Linked DNA regions of Mus musculus: regions 2 and 3 are each linked to region 1. A link is a contact called in public Hi-C data. All regions are on one chromosome and are shown on one strand. Each heading gives the region's core, a stretch centred on a gene start, on an enhancer-like site or on the middle of the called end of the contact. The rest is flanking DNA. Distances are from core to core; before and after follow the strand shown. Region 1 holds the start of Selenok (selenoprotein K). Region 2 holds the start of Ghitm (growth hormone inducible transmembrane protein). Region 3 holds the start of Nudt13 (nudix (nucleoside diphosphate linked moiety X)-type motif 13).

The links. Hi-C and Micro-C count contacts between places; a contact is called where the count stands out from the background.
Region 2: a contact with region 1 is called in a Hi-C map of CD8 T cells, with 10 times the contacts expected there. The contact joins the promoter of Ghitm here to the promoter of Selenok in region 1. A contact is called at or near these places in 3 of 484 Hi-C or Micro-C datasets (CD4 T cells, CD8 T cells and regulatory T cells).
Region 3: a Hi-C map of muscle stem cells shows a contact between it and region 1, with 4 times the contacts expected there. The contact joins the promoter of Nudt13 here to the promoter of Selenok in region 1. A contact is called at or near these places in 2 of 484 Hi-C or Micro-C datasets (CD4 T cells and muscle stem cells).

What each region holds. Positions count from the first base shown.
Region 1 is chr14:29,966,809-29,970,031 of GRCm38.p6, forward strand. It overlaps Selenok (selenoprotein K), which reads left to right and starts at 1,572. Exons shown (of 5, transcript NM_019979.2): 1 at 1,572-1,728; 2 at 3,218-3,223. The coding sequence starts at 1,710.
Region 2 is chr14:37,134,014-37,136,968 of GRCm38.p6, forward strand. It overlaps Ghitm (growth hormone inducible transmembrane protein), which reads right to left and starts at 1,309. Exons shown (of 9, transcript NM_078478.5): 1 at 1,182-1,309.
Region 3 is chr14:20,293,041-20,296,227 of GRCm38.p6, forward strand. It overlaps Nudt13 (nudix (nucleoside diphosphate linked moiety X)-type motif 13), which reads left to right and starts at 1,650. Exons shown (of 9, transcript NM_026341.3): 1 at 1,650-1,752.

The DNA.
Region 1 (3,223 bases), core at 322-2,821:
CAGGTCAGGCTATATCAGTGGATACTGAAAAGGACCTAGTTTGTAAGAGCAATGGGAGATCACTACATTTTAGTGTCTAAAGGGTTTTAAGCAAAACAAAGTTTTGTTTTGTTTTTTTTAAATAAATCATTCTTGTTGCAGTCTGACAAAAGTATAACCAGGGATTTCAGTTAGAAGGAAAAGAGAGCACAGAGAGTGAGAGGCAACGTCATGGTTTAAGCCCAGGTCTAGAAAGGCCCTTGAGAAAAATCACGGACCCAGGTTGGGAAGAGAGCTCGGTGGGTAAAGTGACTGCTACACAGACATGAGGGCCTGGATTTTAGAATCCCCAGCAGTCATGTAAAAGCCAACAGTGGTTGCACACAACTCAGACCTATCCTGGAGGATGAGACAGGCAGATGGCCAGAGCTCCCTAGCCAGTCCAATAAGGTGGAAAACACCCAACTCTCCCTTTCTGTACTGACTGCACACCTCATTCCTCCCTTCCCCTCTCCTCACCCCCACTCCCCGCACCACAAAGGAAACACAACAGGGGCAGCAAGGAATTTTCTTCAAACTTACTGGATGCCCAAGACCTGCCTTCTAACGCATATGTCACGTCTACAATGCTGACAAGCAGAGGAAATTGTCATTCTGAAGTTCATTTGATTTTCCCTAGTTGTGTCTCTACAGCTATTAAAAATGCCACTTCTTAGCTGGGTGTTGGTTACACCTTTAGTCCCAGCACTTGGGAGGCAAGAGACAGGTGGATCTCTGAGTTCAAGAACAGCCTGCTCTACAGAGCTAGTTACAGGGCAGCCAGGGCTACACAGAAAAACAGTCTCGAAAAATAACAAATTCCACTTCTTGAACTTATACAGATCCACCTGCCTATGCCACATGAGTACTGGTATAGGCCTGGTCTACAAAGTGAGTTCAAGGGCAGCCTGGGATACACAGATCCCAAATCAAAAACAAACAAAAACAAGACAAAAGACAAAAACAAAAACCAGCTGGGTGTGGTGAGGCTTGTCTTTCATCCCTGCGCTACGGAGGCAGAGGCAGGCAGATCTTTGCGTTTAGGGCCAGCCTCGTCTACAATGTGAGCTCAGAGCCAGGAATACAGTGTGAGTCCTGTTTCAAAAAAGCAAAACAAATAAACTGAGAGCAGAAATAACCGGCTTAAAGGGAATACGGTCCAGAGGGACTTAAAAGTGAGTTCAGCAAAACCTGATGGTTAAAGCTCTTCATGTCCCAGACACCGCCTCAGAGCCTCTCCCTGCCACTCCAAAAGACAGCAACACATCTGGAAAGCTGAGGAACGTTCCGCCCTCCAAGCCCTTCGAGCCACCTCGGACCCGAACCCTGCGCGTGTCTGCCAACTAGCAAGCAACTTCCGGTCGGCAGTGCTGTGGCCTCAAAGACTCTCGGTCAAACCGGAACCAAGTGAGGGGGGTGGGGAAAAGGACCCTCAAACAATGTTTCTCCTAGACGTCATATCCGGTCTCCTGACTCAGGCAGTATCCACGCCAGCGGAAGTTACTTGTGTGACTGGGCGGAACCTCTAGTCAGGAGTGGTCTCCCAGCAGCCAATGGGCTCGACCCACCTCTAGCCTGACTTGGGTCTGTCAGTGGCCTGTGACGTACAGGGCGGGGCGGGAGGCTAGGTACGGCGACAACAGGGGCGTCCGGTCTTCTCTGTCGCTAGGAAGCAGGCAACCGGAGGGAAGATGGTTTACATCTCGAATGGTGAGTGAGAGCCTTACCCTGGGCCGCTTCTGTCCTGACTCGCCGGGTCCTGAGCTTGGGGCGGCCTCCCCCACACCAGTGGCCGGAAGGAGTGGGAAGCGGAGGCGGTGGGAGCCGAGGCGCAGCCCAGAAGGTCCCCGGGTGCCGCTGGGGGACCCTGAAGCCTCCTGGTACAGCCAATTTTCCGATTGTGGGTTTGCGATAGTGATCCCGGGCGCGGGTGTCCTTAACCCGGGAATGACAGAGACGCTAACCCGGTCCGGATACAACGCGCTTTTGTTTGGGCCGCTAGAGCCGCGTTCTTTGCCTAGCATCTCTTTCATCCTTGTAACTGTTCTATTCAGATGGTGTATTTCTATCCCTGTTTTTCGGATGCAGACTGAGACATAGATTGACTAGCTCGCTAAAGATCACAAAGGCAATATGAAATTTAGGTTAAATTGAACTCAGGTTGGCTCCAGTATTACCTACCATACTGCCTCTATAATGCGTACAATAATGATGGCGATGGTGGTGATGCAGGACTAGCAAGAATATGAAAAAAATAAATAAAATCTGGAGACAGGGTCTCACTTTGTAGTTTTATCTGCCCTGTAACTCACTGTGTACGCTAAGGTGGCCACTAACTCCCAAAGATCCTCCTGCCTCTGACTCCGGAGTAGTGGGATTAAATTAAAGGCAAGCACCACCACGCCAGGCAATACAAAAGTTGTGACAGATTTTTCTCCCCTAAAAGTGTAGCTAGTCCTAAGCCCAAGACTTTACCCAGTTTGAAAGAACTTGGGAAGCAAGTCTCCAATTACTGGAAAAGAAAAAAATACAGCCTGAGAAGGTCGTATCAGTGCCAGAACCATCTGCCCACCTGTGTGACTTAGGTGAGACTCCTTGGCGCATTTCTACAAGACTCTCTTGGGGCCCTGGAAATAGGTGTGGTTGTATCAGATTCATCTCTGTATCTCTAGAGAGTAGGGCGATTAGCAGAAGTCTTAGGGCTGAGAGCACTTTGAATTTCTCGGCTTTTTTCAGGATTTCACCTCCTGATTACAAAGCTTTGGGATAGGTGGTGTGATGGGCACTACAGGAAGCATCATCATTCCATCTTCAGTTTCGAGCGCTCGCAGATTCTGTTATTTGCAATTTAGGTCACTAGCTCATACAGCTATGCACTCAAAAGTGATCAGTGTTCTTCTGCTGCATCCATCTCGCCACTAAAATGTCATGTGCATTTTACCAGTGAGAAGGAGATGGCAAAGAGATGCCTAGAATGAGTTCGCCTCCGAGAATTACATACTGAAAGTAGACATCTATCGAAGGAGTGAACGCTAGATCCCAGAGTTTGACTGCACTCACAGTGGACCTCTGATGTTGACTGGCTTGAAGAAGCCAACAAGTCAAAAGCTGAGCTCATTGGTGTTGCTCCGCTGATTAAAGGCAGCGCCGAGTTGTGGACTTGTGGCACTTACCTCAGTTTCTTTCTTTAATTCTGTAGGTCAGG
Region 2 (2,955 bases), core at 59-2,558, 7.2 Mb after region 1:
TATATGTAATACAGAATCAATGTTATTATGTTGACACAATCACAGATTTTACAAACATAGCTTGGCCTGATATTTACTCCATCATTCAATGAGTAAAAGTAAAAGAATCTGTGTGACATTTCAGCACAAGAAAAACATCATCCAGAGAAAAGATAACTAAACCACTCGAGACTAAAAACCATGAACAAAAGCCAGGCATGCAAATGTCTACCAAGTAGGTCAGATGTTACTTCCCTTTAAGATACGACAGATACATTCAAATTAAATTATTCCACTACATAACATTCAATCAAAATAAACAAAATTGCCCTGCTAGGTTTCCCTGTTAAAACACCTTCTGGTATTCTTAATAGGGTAACCCCTGCCCCCAACATTCTAAAATTGAATTGTCTCAGTTCCAGTTAGACTATATCGATAAATAGTTAAGTACACGCCTTTCTGCGATGCTAAAGGCACATTTCTGGTCAATGAGTTGTGATGAATTTTAGGCAAGTGATTTGTATTTCCGCTTTCTCCCCATTTGTAAAATATTTAAATACAAGAAAACTTGGCCAAAATGGGACTTTGAAATCGCCCATGAATTACCCTAAAACTATAGGAATGTAAAGAAGTTTTAACTAGCACCTCCAAAGTTAAGAATTTCCGGAACTACGAAGTGCACACAGCTCTAGGCATCTGACCTTGCGGAAAAAACCCGGAGCCCTTTTGGTACTTTCATGCCATTACATCATCTCAACCTATGGCTTCAGCTTACTGACCCGAACAGAGCCTACCTAGTCTGCGTGGCCTTATGTCGTGGAACAGCCAAGAGGGTTATCTGCCATATATTTAAGTGCAGATTCTGGACGTCTGAAACCGGCTCCTGGGCTGGGTCTCTACGAACTAGTGGCGACCCTTCCTAACGCTTCCTTGAGCTTGAGTGTTCGGATGCGCCCGGTCCTCCCCTCTCACCGCTAGCCCGCTGCCTCCGCGTCCACGCACCACCCCCACGGCACCCGATCGCCGACAGCTAGGGCCCCCGCGCGGGTCCCCGAGCGGCTGACTCAGCATCCCTCTGCCCAGGGAGATGAAGAGCGAGGACGAGCCCGGCCTTCCCGCCCCGCCCGTAGCAGCCAGCCCAGATCCCGCTGTGCCGACGCCCGTCACAAGGACTGGAATTCTCAGGCCTCGCGAGGCAGTACCTCAGCTCCGGTCACCTCTACCACGGGGCTCCCTTCCGGGTCACCGAAACTCAGAGTGTGCGACCTCCCTCTGCCCGCTCCTCCGCAACCGCGCGACTCACAGCGTCACGCAATATCCGGACAAAAGGTAAATAGTACAAGCAGCCAATCGAGAGCAGGCTTCTAACGGAAGGGCGGGCGCAGTGGCGAAGGCGGGGCTTGGTTTGGAGACCGGACCAATGGAAGTTTGTGTTTCGAAAACGTCACAGTCAGCGTCCTTTCTGGGTCCGAGTAAGGAAGCCGACACTGGCAAACGCTTTGGGCATCTGCGTTGTGCGTTGTGCGCACTCGCTGCCAATAGGTGTGGGGGCGAAAAAGGGAGTTGGACTGGTTGGCAGCGCACTCCTTAAGTCCCACTTTTTGGGGAGGCAGGTAGATCGCTGTGAGCTCTAGGCCAGCTTAGAATTACTTTTGTTATTGGATTTAGGTTTAACAATGAATTTTCACATTTAAATTGGATTTTGTTCTATTTAAGAGTCATTCTTAAAACACGTTTTACGCCGAGAGTAATTAGTTTGGGTTAATCGTCTAGTCGCGTTGGCTGGCACGAAATTAACTAACCCTTAGAGGTATAATTTAGTCAGACTTTCGTTAACTGCTTAATTTTTATCACTGCTGGGGCTGTGGCTAGGCAGGGTGTCTTGAGCTATGTGAGAGGTACTTGACGCGCTCTCCTTTTCATTCATTATGCAAATGTTAAGGGATTTGATACTGGTTTAGTGAGTTCTGCATATATTAATTTACTTTGAATTAATTATAAGGCCAGGACCAAATCTTTTGTATTTATGGAATGACAGAACCCACCTAGGCATTTTCACTACTTTGCTTTAGCTATTATGCTACATGAACTCATGTATGAACATATCAATACACAAAATTAACTTGAGCATTTTAATAAAGTTTATGTTTTTATAACTTATGATCAATTTTTTTTTTGTATGTACTGAAAACTAAGCCTTAATTTTAGGAACTTTTAGAAGTTAGATGGATAGTTAAACAATCATTGGTTGAGTTTCTTGTTTTGGGCGTTTAGCCAGAAAATAACGCCAATGGTCTATATAGTAGTGAGTTTCAGAATGGCCAGAGTAAGACAGACCTAGTCTGCGGCAGGGGCTGGGGGTGGGGCATAGTGTCAAAATTGAATAACACATTTTTTCTAATTGCCATAAAAACATTCCTACCAAATGTGGCATTTTTTTTTTTTTTAAATTAGAGCCAACCTGCTTCTTGAGTGTACTACTGATGGTGAGATCTAGAGGGGTTTATTTCCGAGTTTTTCTTTCCTTTCCTTTCCTTTCCTTTCCTTTCCTTTCCTTTTCTCTTTTTTTTCTTTTTTCTTTTCTCTTCTTTCTTTCTTTCTTTTTCTTTTTTACCTTTTGACTTTTCAATGACATTTTTGTTTGTTTGTTGTCAAGCTTCAGGCTCCACTTGAGTAACAGAATACATACAAACCACTCTTCTTGTGAAGGTTTTTATTTATTTTATTTTATTTTATTTTATTTTATTGTGTGTGTGTGTGTGTGTGAAGGCTACTGAAATGCCTCAGTGGAAAATAATTTATTACAATAAGAGACATGTCTCTTTTATTTTTGGTTAGGAGCCTGACCTTTAGTGCTTGAGCCATCTTTTCAGCCCAAGAGGTTATTTCTTGGTATCCATGAAAGAGCACCCTCCTACAACTTTTGATAGAATCAAACCAAGAATACTTCCAGTGTTGCACAAAGGAATACACAAG
Region 3 (3,187 bases), core at 400-2,899, 9.7 Mb before region 1:
ACATTCTATCCCTCTCGGAATAAACCCAGAACATTATAATGGCTTTATAAAAACATAACACTCGTGAGGCTCCGTGTGATCTAGTGCCTGTCTATTTTTTGACCTCATCTATAATGATCTGTCCTACATTTCTTTGTTTTACCTTTTATTGTTATGTGTTATGGGTGTTTTGTCTGTGTATACTGTGTACCACATTTGAGCAATGCCCACAGAGGCCAGAAGAGGACCTCAGATCCCTTGGAACTAGAGTTCCAGAAGGTTGTAAGCTGTTATATTGAAGCTGGGACTCAAATCCAGGTCCTCTAGAAGAACAATCAGGACTCTAAACCATTCTGCCATTTCTCCAGCCCCAGTCCTAACCTTTCTTTACACCCGCCAGGCACATCTCCACCCCAGGGCCTTTGCACGAGCTTATTTTACTCTGTCTACAAGTCTCTCCCCACAAATCCTAACTTGGCTGTTCCTGTCAGCTCTGTCAAGCTCTTTATTCCAGTGTTGCCTTAACAATGAGGCTATCCATCCTACGTAAAATAGCAAAACCGCTCCTCCTCTTACCATGCTTTAACTTCTGCCCCAGCACTTACAACCGTGTGTACAGTTATTTATTTTGTTTTCTCCCATAGAATTTTGTTTACATTAAGATGCATTTTTTATGTATCCTGTACTTTTAATATTTTGTCTCATTAATTATATTTTGAAGAGCTAGGGAAATGGCTTAGTGGTTAATAGCACTGGCTTCTCACAGAAGCAAGCAACTCCCATAGTAAGAAAGAAAGCAGCCCCAAGTAGCTTTACTGGAGATTCGTCTTAGATGGTGATTGATCCTACTGATTGACCAAGGTAAGAGTTTTACCTAAAGCGTCTATATACCTAAGCACAGTCCCTCGTTTATTTAAAGCAAGGTATCAGTATGCACCCCTGATAACCTGAGTCTACTGTGTACACTGGGCTGACCTCAAATTCAGAGGGCTCTGCCTCTGTCTCCTGGGATTAAAGGCAGGCCTGGAACTCCTTTTTTTGTTTTTGTTTTTGTTTTTCGAGACAGGGTTTCTCTGTATAGCCCTGGCTGTCCTGGAACTCACTCTGTAGACCAGGCTGGCCTTGAACTCTGAAATCCACCTGCCTCTGCCTCCCAAGTGCTGGGATTAAAGGCATGCACCACCACGCCCGGCTAAGCCCGGAACTCCTAACCTTAAAAAAAGATTTTTTTTTCATGTTCATATGTACATGGCACATGTGTGTCCATGGGTGCACATTAAAGTATGTGGGTGTAGAGGGTAAAGTTGACATGGAATGTCTTCCTCCATGGCTTTCCCCTTTGTTCATTGAGGCAGGGTCTCCCACTGAACCTGGGGCTCACCAATTCAGCTAAGCAGCATCTAGCCCAGAAGATCTGGAAACTGTTAAAGCTATTTGTTTGTGGTGGGTTTCACTATATGCTTTATAAGGTTAACTTTGCAACCCAAGGTTACAAGCTCCCGGCCTAAAAGTTGAACTACAATTCCCAGAGTGCATCGGTAATCTCTCTGAGACTGCTGGGAAGTGTGTCAGATTTCCACTTACCCAACCACCCCTACGTGCGCTGTAGCGATGAAACTACATTTCCCAGAGTGCATCTTTAAGGAGGATTCTGGGAGGTGTGGCAAAGCGTCAATCCCACTGGGAAGGGAAAAGAGAAACCATTTGAACTTGAACATTTGGAGTTTCCAGGGGCGTGCAGACCATTGGGGCATAGAAGGCATCTCGAAAAGAGTGAGTACAGGAAACGAAACCTGTTCTAAGTGCAACTAGGATGTAGTAAGGAGCCATAATCAAAACTTGCCAGACGCTCTCGGTTACAGAGTTTGACAGTTTTAACTTAAACCTTTCAAATCTCGAGAAACCGGACGTTTTTGTACCCAACATTGAGTACCTCTAAATATTTTCTGAAATATTTTTGAAGAGCTATTTAAAATGGAAGTTTCCAATATTTCACCTTTTCTCTTAATTTTTTAAATGGTGGCGGGATCTTTTAGAAATAAACCATAAAGCTTTTTATATAAACCAGGGCACAGAGACCGTGAAGTCTGCAACACGGCTGCTCATCAGCTTCCAGCATTCCCAGCCATCGAAGTCCACAGTGGAGTGGCTGCTCCCTGGGCACCTGTGAAGATTCAGGAGGAACCCACGGTCACGCTTTATGCCTTTCAAGTCATTCCATCTGGAAAGATGAACAGAATGAGAAATGTGTGTGTGTGTGCCATAGAAGTTGTTAGTTCATACGTTCAAATGCCTTGGCATTTATTAGTTTTGAGTAAAAACAACGTTACCTTTCATCTCATCGATAATTCTTTGTATACACACACACCAGGAGCGTCAAGTGTGGGGATGCTGTTTGACATATTGTCCAGTCGTCAGGCCATGATAATCGACAGTTGGCTAAAATTAATTTGGTATCAAATATTGGACAAGAAACCAGGTAGCTGTATGGCCATACAAGAGCAGTGAGTAGTTACAGCTCGATTCCCAGGACCCATTAACCTCACCAGAGGAATTCCAGTAGCCTAAATTTCCAGTAGCGTGAAAATAACCTCTTTTAGCCGTTAGTCCTGGAAACTACTGGTTTTGTTATACATTATTGTATTTATATATACATATATATGTGTGTGTATGTATGTATATGCATGTGCTTTAAAATTTAAAGATAGCCTATAATCCTTCCTGCTGAAGCAAAAGAGTCGCTATGAGTCTGAGGCCAGCCTGGGTTACAGAGTGATACTTTGTCTCAAAAATAAATAAATAAATGAAATTTAAAATCAGTAAAAATAAATAAGTAAATTTTAGTCAGGGCTGGAAAAGTGGCTCAGCAGATAAAGTGCTTGCTGAGTTTGAGTCCCCAGGACCCATGTAAAGTGGGGTGCAATAGTGCACATCTGTGACTCTCTGGAAGCTCACAGGCTAACCAGCCTAGTATACACAGTGATGAATGACAGAAATATCATGGCTCAAAATAAGGTGGAGGGTGAGGACCAACACCTGAGGGTGTCCTCTGACCTGTACACTTATCCTGTGGCATGTGTGTGCCTGCAGTATCTCTCTCTCTCACAGTCACATGCATATGCATCATGCACATGCAGTCACATACTTAGGCACCAAACACATATGCATCACACACACACACACATACACACACAATTGTAAGTGTACA